Linked DNA regions of Sus scrofa: region 1 is linked to region 2. A link is a contact called in public Hi-C data. All regions are on one chromosome and are shown on one strand. Each heading gives the region's core, a stretch centred on a gene start, on an enhancer-like site or on the middle of the called end of the contact. The rest is flanking DNA. Distances are from core to core; before and after follow the strand shown. Region 1 overlaps POLR3B (DNA-directed RNA polymerase III subunit RPC2). Region 2 overlaps RIC8B (synembryn-B).

Region 1 (4,271 bases), core at 1,304-3,803, 300 kb before region 2:
AGGAGACACCATCCTGATCGTGTGAAATGGTCTGAACAGCCCAGCAGAGCAAGCTGCTTTTCGGCCACAGTTAGTGCAACTGCATCTGCTCCTTTCATTCATTCCCCTTTGCGTTGCTAGTTTGTTTCCTGCAATAAGAGTAATTCAGTTTCTTACGTAATAATAGATGCTGCTTTTCTCTGAGGACCTTAAAGTACCTCTCAGACGTTAGTTCATCTGTTCTTGTGACACAGTTACCTCATTAGGCGGGTGCTAAGTATTCCCATTCCAAAGACCAAACAACTAAGGCTCAGCAGCAAGTGGTACTTTACCCCCAAGGCAGCAGCATCAGCTGAACTGCACCCAACCAAATTGAGGTCACCTGATTCCTTGATGACCCATCCTACACAGGTCTGAGAGGCCAGGGGGTGATGCCCTTTAGAGAGGGCATTCCCCCCAACCCCCATATAGGAACCTCATTGATATTGGGCTTCACGGTAATTGCTCCTTCACCAAACACCACCCCTCTTCTTGCACTATGACTAAGAAACATGGCAGCATCATTTCACCTTCGTTCCGTGCACAGAGCATTAAACTGTGGAGAATAAATAGCCGTGTCTAAGCAGTACCTACAGACAGTAACAGTAGGCAGTTTAGACTCTGATTAGTGTTATTTCAGCAGGATGCACCACCAGGTTTGCCCTGCATCACGTAGAGCATTCGAGTGTGGCTGGGTGACCTCTACAGGTGTTTTCACTTTCAGCCTTCCTCTAGGGAATGTGTATGGGACACCCCTCGAGGGGACTCGTGGCTCTGAACCTCGTCATTTACCCCCCACCATCAGGGCACTTTTCGCACAGCGTGTAAATTGAGGGAATTGAGGAAACTAATTCTCTCTCACTCAGAAAATAACATATCCATCTCAGAGTGGTAAATTTAACCCAAAAGTGGTTATACATAGGAGGTATATTTGCTAACTAATAATTTTAACAATTAAAAGTGAAGCAGAGTGTGATCTTAAGGGGAGACCTAGCTGTCGGCAAAATAGACAACACTTTGCTAGTTGATTCTTAATAAAGTCACACCAAAAAGAGTTTTCAAATTAAAGATATTATTGCAGGTTTTTTTGCCAGTTATTTCTTGGTTTCCTGTCTCTGTAAAGTAATACGATGTTTTAGTTTTCTCTTACCTTTTTTTTTTTTTTCATGTTCTTAGCTTTTTTCCCCCCTCCTATTTGGATTGAGATGGATCCATTATACTAAGACTAGTTTAAAAAAAAAAAAAAGTCCACAAATGACTTTTGAACAAGTCAGTTGCTGTTCATGATTAGAAATACTTTCTAAGAGTGATTTGTCAGATTAACCAGACTTTTGCTGGATAAACCTATTCTTAAAATGATTTCTATATTTCTGCAAGGCCACGGAAATAGAAATAACAAATTGGCGTAAGAGCCCCCAGTGTCTGGGGCACGACACAGAATGTGGCAGTGGGCGCCCCTGACTTGCCTTTCCCGTGTGGCTTGGCAGTCAGGCTTGTGGCTTCTTTAGATGCCCTACGTTCTTCGCCTTTACAGCTTGAAATTAAGATTGATGGCAATGGAATAATATTTTTTGACTGGGTATCTGTAGAACCTTTCTGCTCTAACTTCCTGGGTTCCAGTTTTTCCTTATTGTCTGTTTTCATTTGTTAAAAGTTCTGTAGTGTGGTCTGTGGTCTAATTCCCATTTGGCCCCTGTGAGTGCATTAAATGTTCCCCAGGCCTGTTAAACTGGTGTCTTTGCATTTCCCTGCCAGGAGGCTGTGCTCTAAACAATGGGGTTGAGACACCAGCCTGAGCCAGGGGATGAAATTTTATTTTAAAATCTGAAATGCTGTGTAAGCATTTAAGGTATGAATCAGTAATTGTTTCACAACAGCTTCCATTCGATATGGTTTATTTGTAGTCCATCCTCTTTTGAAGGATCCAGGGGCGTGTTAACACACTGAGGCGTACTGCATATCATTTACATTTTTAAACCAGCATTAAAGGAAAGTGACTATAACTTTTTTCTAAACATGGGAAGACGTTTTTATGGCTCTGTCCCTGGAGAAACCAGAGTTTTAATTTTTCCTTTGAAAATAAGAGGGGGAAAAAAAAAAAGACCTCCTGCTCTGATTAAAAATGTGAATAATTCTGAAACAGAAATACCTTCTAAAAAAGAAAAGTGTGGTTCTAAGATTGAGAACTCTCTTCCCCCCACTAATGAATTCCGTAAAATACAAACTTTAAAAAATCATCTGTCTAATTTGAGATTCGAGATCATCACATTCTGTCTAAATATTTTGTTTTAACTTCTAAGCTCATTATGGTCTCTTTGTGTTAACTTGTATTAAAATCTGTCAGCTATGGCTGGTCTCATAAGCACAGTCAGCGGACCAGAATAAGTTAATTATTTACTCGTGTGACTAGTGCTCTTCATCTAACGAAATGCACAGCTGTGTTAGATCTGCAGTTGGATGTGTAGCTTCCATTGTTCCGCAAGTCAGCAGAGGGGAGAAGCCGCAATGATGGAGAGCCCTCGGTTCTTTCTGCTGTTCTGGCTTTCTGTGTCGATTTCATGGATCTTTTATCATTCACTTTCACACAAAACAAACAACACAGGCCTGTCTGCTATGGGAACCATCTTGGCATATAAAAGGGTTTTCAGAGCCTAAAGTAATTTTAAGTTAGCTAAGATTTAATTTTTGGCTTACAGGTGCCCTTGATTCAGATGCAGCCACAGCGGCTCCTACAATGGAATGAAAAAAATCTGAAAGTTACTTACATAACCAATGTATTTTTAAATTGCAGTGTCAGAAGAGGGCCTGTAAGAAAACAACTTCCCAAGCGAGGAAGCTCTGTACCAAATATTAATCAGATTTCGAGCAGATTCATTAGGGATCAGATTTCAGGGGAGGGAGCCTTGCTTTCCTTTTAGTAACAAAATAAATTTGCTTGATTGAACGTGTCCGCTGAGACTGAGAACACAAAATGCAAATCGCCCCTCTCCTTACCCTCCCCCAGTGTGTCCTGCTTCCACGCTGCACCTCACTCCCCACCTTCTCTTGTCGGGGTGAAGGGGCAGCTTCCTCTTGAGCAGACGCCGCCGTCCCCCATGAACTGGCCTGGAAGGGGTGCCGCTGATGGGGGTGCCGAGGCTCTTCTCTTACACTTTTACACTTTGCGTTAAGGGATGTAGCTGAACCCTCCAGCTCCTCACCAGCCAAAGGGACGTTCTCACCCAAGCGCATCCCAGGACTGGCCTCTTCAGGAATTGCCGGTTCTAACATTTTGTTCACTGCTAAACAATGTTGTTGTCGGTGCACCTAGATTTACAGTTTGATCTCTTTCAGGGTAGATTTCCCAGTGGCTCTAGTGTTTTGTCAGATAATTTCAGTGTGGACAAGATGGATTTTGGGAGGGAAGAAAGGAGGGTCACAGACTTAGCTTGATTTAAATTCTAACACATTGCAGCTGAATTTGAAAAAAGTGGACTGAATGTTTTCTGTGCTTGATGCAGGAAAGCGTATGTTCTTTATCATTAAACAATACAATTTCAACCAAAAAGCCAATTAAAGTACCTCCATGCTCTAGAATTCAACCCCAGTCTAACTACCATACAGTTGGCAGCCGCTAGAAATCTGAATATTGATAACTGACATTAAATAGGCAAATGGCATTCTTTTTCTTTAGATGTCAGCTCTGGGTGGTTATACACATCACGAAAAATTTAAGATAGTGTGAGTAATTATGTAGAAATCAAACTGAGGAATAGTTTGAGAATAGTTTCTTTTCAATAGGTGCAGATGTTTGATAACTTTATATACAAAGGAGAAGAAATTTTACTGTAACAGCACTTTTTTCTCGGTCTAACACCATCATACATTAGCTTTCTAATTCTGAATTGTATGGTCAATAGTCTGACTTGTGCCCCTATATGCCTTGTACCAAGGAAGAAATCAGAGGAATTAAAAAAAAATTTAAGCAGTAAATTAAATGTAAGGCTGAGTTCACTTACAACCAGTCCGAGTAGCAGGTTTGAACTTTGGCATTGGCTGTTATCAGGTGTCAGTTTGCAAAAACTTAAGGATAAAGTTGATTATACCAAGAAAAAAGTCCCCACAACTTAAGCAATAAAATCCCCTATAGGTTGGAATAATATTTAAGGAATAATTTTAGACACCATCCATAGCATGCAGGGAGTTGGTGGGGTTTTGTTTTGTTTTCATTCTTAGAATTCCATTTCTAATTCTAGCCTTTTCTACCAAGAATA
Region 2 (4,498 bases), core at 376-2,875:
TTGCCTCTTATAGTACAGTATGTTTTCTGTTCAAAAGCCCCTTGATAGTTGCCATTTGCTGTGTACCAGGCAGTGTTTTGCATTTAATCCTCACATCAACTTGATGGGATAAATTTATTTCCCTTTACTTTAGAGATAAGGACACTAAGGCCTAGAAGAGGTCATGTAATTTGCCCAATGCACACTTTTACTGAGACAACCTAGAATTCAACCTATTGCTCTGCAAGTTATGTTATGCTGCCTATTCTTAGGAAAAGGAGCTTTTTTTGCTTATTTTGTATACTTAGCACCTAGTACAAGGCATAGTAAATATTTGCTGAGAATGAAGTAAAGTTTGAGCTAATCATCAAGAATGAGCCCATTCTAAGCAGGAGAAAACATGGACAAATACAGAAACGAAAATATGTCTACAGCACATGCAGAGAATAAAAAGCAGGTCACTGTGAGTTTATACTTCTCCACTGGCCCCAGTCTCCTCTTGCCCTGTGCAACAAACCTCCTCTAAAGGCCAACTATCTGATTCTTACACTATTCTCTCTTAAATCCAGTCTACTCAGGCATTTTAGTCCCACTACTCCACCAGAATGGCTGCTATTAAGGTCACATCTGTGTTGTTAAATCCAGTGGATGTTTTATCAGTTGTCATCTTACTTGATCTGTCCACATCATTAGACATAGGTGATCACTCCATTCCTACTGATAGACTCTCTTCCAGGCTACCATCCTTCCTTGGTTTCCCTTCTTCCTCACCAGTTGGAATAGTCTGCAAAACCAATCTGGCCTCTTGTCACCCAGCTGATCTCCCTGTGTATGGTGGTTCAGCCACACCAACTTCTTCACAGTTCTTCAGACACCCTACTGCCTCTGTCCTGGGACCTTCACTCTTGCCCTTCTTCTTCCCCACATAGTCACAGGGCTCACTCCCTAACATCCTTTTTAAGTCTTTGCTTAAATGACACAGTCTGGTGAAGTCTGCCCAAAACTACCCTCTTCAGAATTACAACTCACATGTTCCGTTTCAGCCTCCTGAATTTTACCTTTAGACCTTTATTACCTTCTCTTCCATTAACTTATTTTTTGTTTGTTTACTTTTCATTGAGTATGCTCTCCACATTGGAAAATAAGCTCCACAAAGGCAGGAGTTTCTCTCTCTTTTCTTCATGATACCTGCCTAAAACAATGCCTGGCATTAAGTAATTAGTAGATAATTACTGAACTGAGTTAGATGAAAGTAAACTTATGTATTTACATCTGAAAATCTTTTCGCGATCTTGAAATTCATTCAAGTAGATATTCCAACAATGAAAAAAGATATGTAAGCCCCAAATATAAAAAAGATACATTTGACCAGGAAGGTTTGTTAACAAGCTGTAGGTCTACGTGTGCTGTTATGCTTCTCAGTGTCATCTGATATTAAATTATATTTAGCCCAGTGATTGATACAGGACTGGATTTCAGATTGCCTCTTCTCTCCCACAACTAACAAGACTTTAATCAGAGCTTTAAGAAGCCCAAAATAGGTCCTGCTTTTGAATTTGCATATCAGGAGGGGGCTGGGAGTATGAGTGGGAGGATGTCATGTCCCAGTGATTAATGATCCCTAGGAAGCTGAAAAGGAGAGAGTAATATACACAGTATTTCTACCCCCTGGAGTAGGAATGCAAACACCATTGTGCAGATCTGTGCATAGTCACTGACTTCCTGGTAGCTGGAGAATTTCATACACTCTTCTACCACAAATAAAACTGTCAGAGAAGTGACAGAGCTCAAAAAGCTGGCTTTCCTTACTTAAAAAGAATAGCTCAAACACAGTGAGCCAGAAAATTAATTTTGTAGTTGTTTGAGAACCCAGTTGTTTAATAAGAAACAAGAAAATGAGAACTTTACTTGAAAAGCCTAAAACCTGCAAATATTTGTTGAATCAAACTCTATGTTTCGTTTCTTAAACTTAGCAGATTCCTGGAAACTGCTTATTTTAGATGAATATAAAGGAAAACATTCCTTTGTAATGAACTGCATTGCCTTAAACTTTTCAGTGTGTTCTCTCTGGTAGACTCAGAGAATCACACTTTTGGTGGACTCCAGCCTGTTGCCCTATGTGTTGAAAAAAAAAAAAAAAATCCTCTAACATTTCAGAATGGCTTTTAGTTTTAGAAAGTAATTCCAAGGTAGAGTTCTATTTTTTTTTCTCTTTTAACCTCAGTGAATCTATATTTAATAATAGTTTCCAAATGCTTAAGTCTGAAACAATATTTTTATCTATAAGGAACTACAGATGTTTGCAAAATTCTTATTTTTTAACAAAAATGTTTTTTTCCCCATTTTTAAAAAAGTTTTATTGAAGTGTAGTTGACCTACAATGTTGTGATTACAAAAATTTTGAAAAGAAAGTTTGTGGGTGAAGTACTGTATTTCAGCCAATTGTGATTATTTCCAAATAAACAAAATTAGGGACTTTGCTTAATAATAGTAGTAATAGCAGCAGCAGTAGATTCTTGGTGGGGACAACCAAATAACTTGTGTTTTACAGGGAACCATTTACTTATAGGACTTGTTACATTATTTTTGTTCTTAGTTCCGATTTTTTTGATTCCCTGCACATTACCACTTATTGTTCTCCATTGTCTACTTTTTTAAACTTTGAGTTTTTATGAATTTTTTCCCCAGTAGTATAAAAAGAAAGGAAATATTCTTGGAGAAAAGGAGCCACACTTCAGGGTAAAGGAGAGAAAATATTTTTTATTTTGTTTCTGTTTTGTTGTTTTATTTTATTTTGTAGAGTATCACTCTAATCTAAATTAAAATAAACTACTGTGGGCTAAATTAAGGCAGCATCAGTTAGATTAAGCCCTGAATTTAGTTTCTAAGTAGTTAGACTTTTAAATTGCATTTGCAAGAGTTTATTTTTAGTCAGGATGTGGTTATTTTTAGATCTGGTTCTCTGTCACTAGGAAATGTAATGCCTGTCTCTCCATTGTTGTTTATCAGGAAGTTCTGAGGCACCAGCTTTTAAGATCCAGTTAGCACAGAACATCACCTCTCCTTTTAAATGAAAAAAAATATGAAATAATGTATGGGGGAAAATCAATTAATTGAGAGCATGTCTAATTTTAAAATTGTTAGTGTCATTTTAATCTCTTATACACTAAGGAACAGAACAAGATTTTTAGGGAATACCAAAAAAATACAAGTCTTGAGTTCCCCCTACTGGTGTGCATCCCACGCTTATTATTTCATTAATACATAGCAGAAAGGCCTAGGAATAGAGATTCAAAATAGCTATGTTGGCCTCTTTTAAAGAAATCTGGGGGCAAGAGGGAGAAAAAGGATCATTTTCCATTTTCTGCAAATGTCTTACAAAAAAAATCGTATTTTTACATCTAGAAAGGACAAAACATAATCTTACAGTATTTGTTTCTTAATGTTGCCTCTGTGATAAGCTGCTTATATACTGTGCTCCTCTAATGTTTTATGTTGTAATCTAAGGAATAATAAAACACCAGCGGATCCACAAAAGGATTTAAAACCCCAAGGAAGAACTGCAAAGCTAGTATTGTGTTATAATAAAATTAAGGAGCTGGTGTTAAAGCTCACTAATTCCATTTTAGCATTTCAGAGAGTGACATGACATTATGTGTGATTGTGTATGTCTGTTTAACATCTTTCCAATTTGTCATATGTATATTTGAAATAGTACTCTTTATTTTCTCTCTCTCAGTCATTAAATGCCAAGTAATATTAAAGGCTTATTTTGAAAAAGAAGAATTTTAATTGACTCCTAAAAGTCATTTCTGAACTTCTTATTATGTTTGCATTTTAAAGGACTATTCAATCAAATTAAAATATTGTCTTTTTAAATTGCTTTTCAGCAATGCGGTCAACCTTTTAAGCAATGTTCCAGTCTCTTGTTTGGATGTTCTCATTTGTCCATTAACCCATGAAGAAACAGCCCAAGAGGCAACGACTCTAGATGAACTGCCCAGTGATAAAACAGCTGAGAAAGAAACAGTTTTGAAAAACAGTACCATGGTATACAATGGCATGAATATGGAAGCCATTCATGTTTTACTCAATTTTATGGAGAAGAGAATAGACAAGGTGAGACTGATAAAATGGAAGCTTTGGGAATATGCTTCTAAAGAATATAATTGTACACACATGCAAACATCCAGGACGATTTTTTAATCTAAGCTTTTTTTCATAGGTGACATCTTGAATAATTATTTATATTCTGGAAAGCATTTTATTATAATAAATGATAAATTGCTGAAACCAAATGAATTTACTTATTTAAAGATGAAAATTGTGTTGATGTGACACCAAAATTGTGACTAGTGCCTGAAAACAAAGGAAAAATAGTTAGGTATTTTGTAAGTCCTAGAAGTAAAAATTATTCCCCCCCCCAAAAAAAGTTGATGGTAAATACTTTCCATAACACCTAAAAGACAGACATATTTGAAAGTGTCAACTTTCCATTTGTTGTAAGCTGCTTATTTTC

What was found. A called contact is a pair of places that touch in the nucleus more often than the background predicts.
Region 1: a contact with region 2 is called in a Hi-C map of skeletal muscle, with 3 times the contacts expected there. The contact joins two enhancer-like sites. A contact is called at or near these places in 3 of 47 Hi-C or Micro-C datasets (embryonic fibroblasts, epiblast stem cells and skeletal muscle).

Annotation. Positions count from the first base shown.
Region 1 is chr5:13,822,878-13,827,148 of Sscrofa11.1, reverse strand. All of the region lies in intron 23 of POLR3B (DNA-directed RNA polymerase III subunit RPC2), which reads left to right. Among named protein-coding and RNA genes, the nearest start is that of RFX4, 66 kb to the right of the region's middle. Within about 2 kb of position 2,553, at least 17 of the 83 cell types and tissues checked have an H3K27ac peak or open chromatin away from gene starts, as enhancers often do. A contact at or near this core is called in skeletal muscle, where this site is marked.
Region 2 is chr5:13,522,553-13,527,050 of Sscrofa11.1, reverse strand. RIC8B (synembryn-B) reads left to right here. Exons shown (of 11, transcript XR_002343919.1): 5 at 3,870-4,098. Among named protein-coding and RNA genes, the nearest start is that of RIC8B, 56 kb to the left of the region's middle. Within about 2 kb of position 1,625, at least 11 of the 83 cell types and tissues checked have an H3K27ac peak or open chromatin away from gene starts, as enhancers often do. A contact at or near this core is called in skeletal muscle, where this site is marked.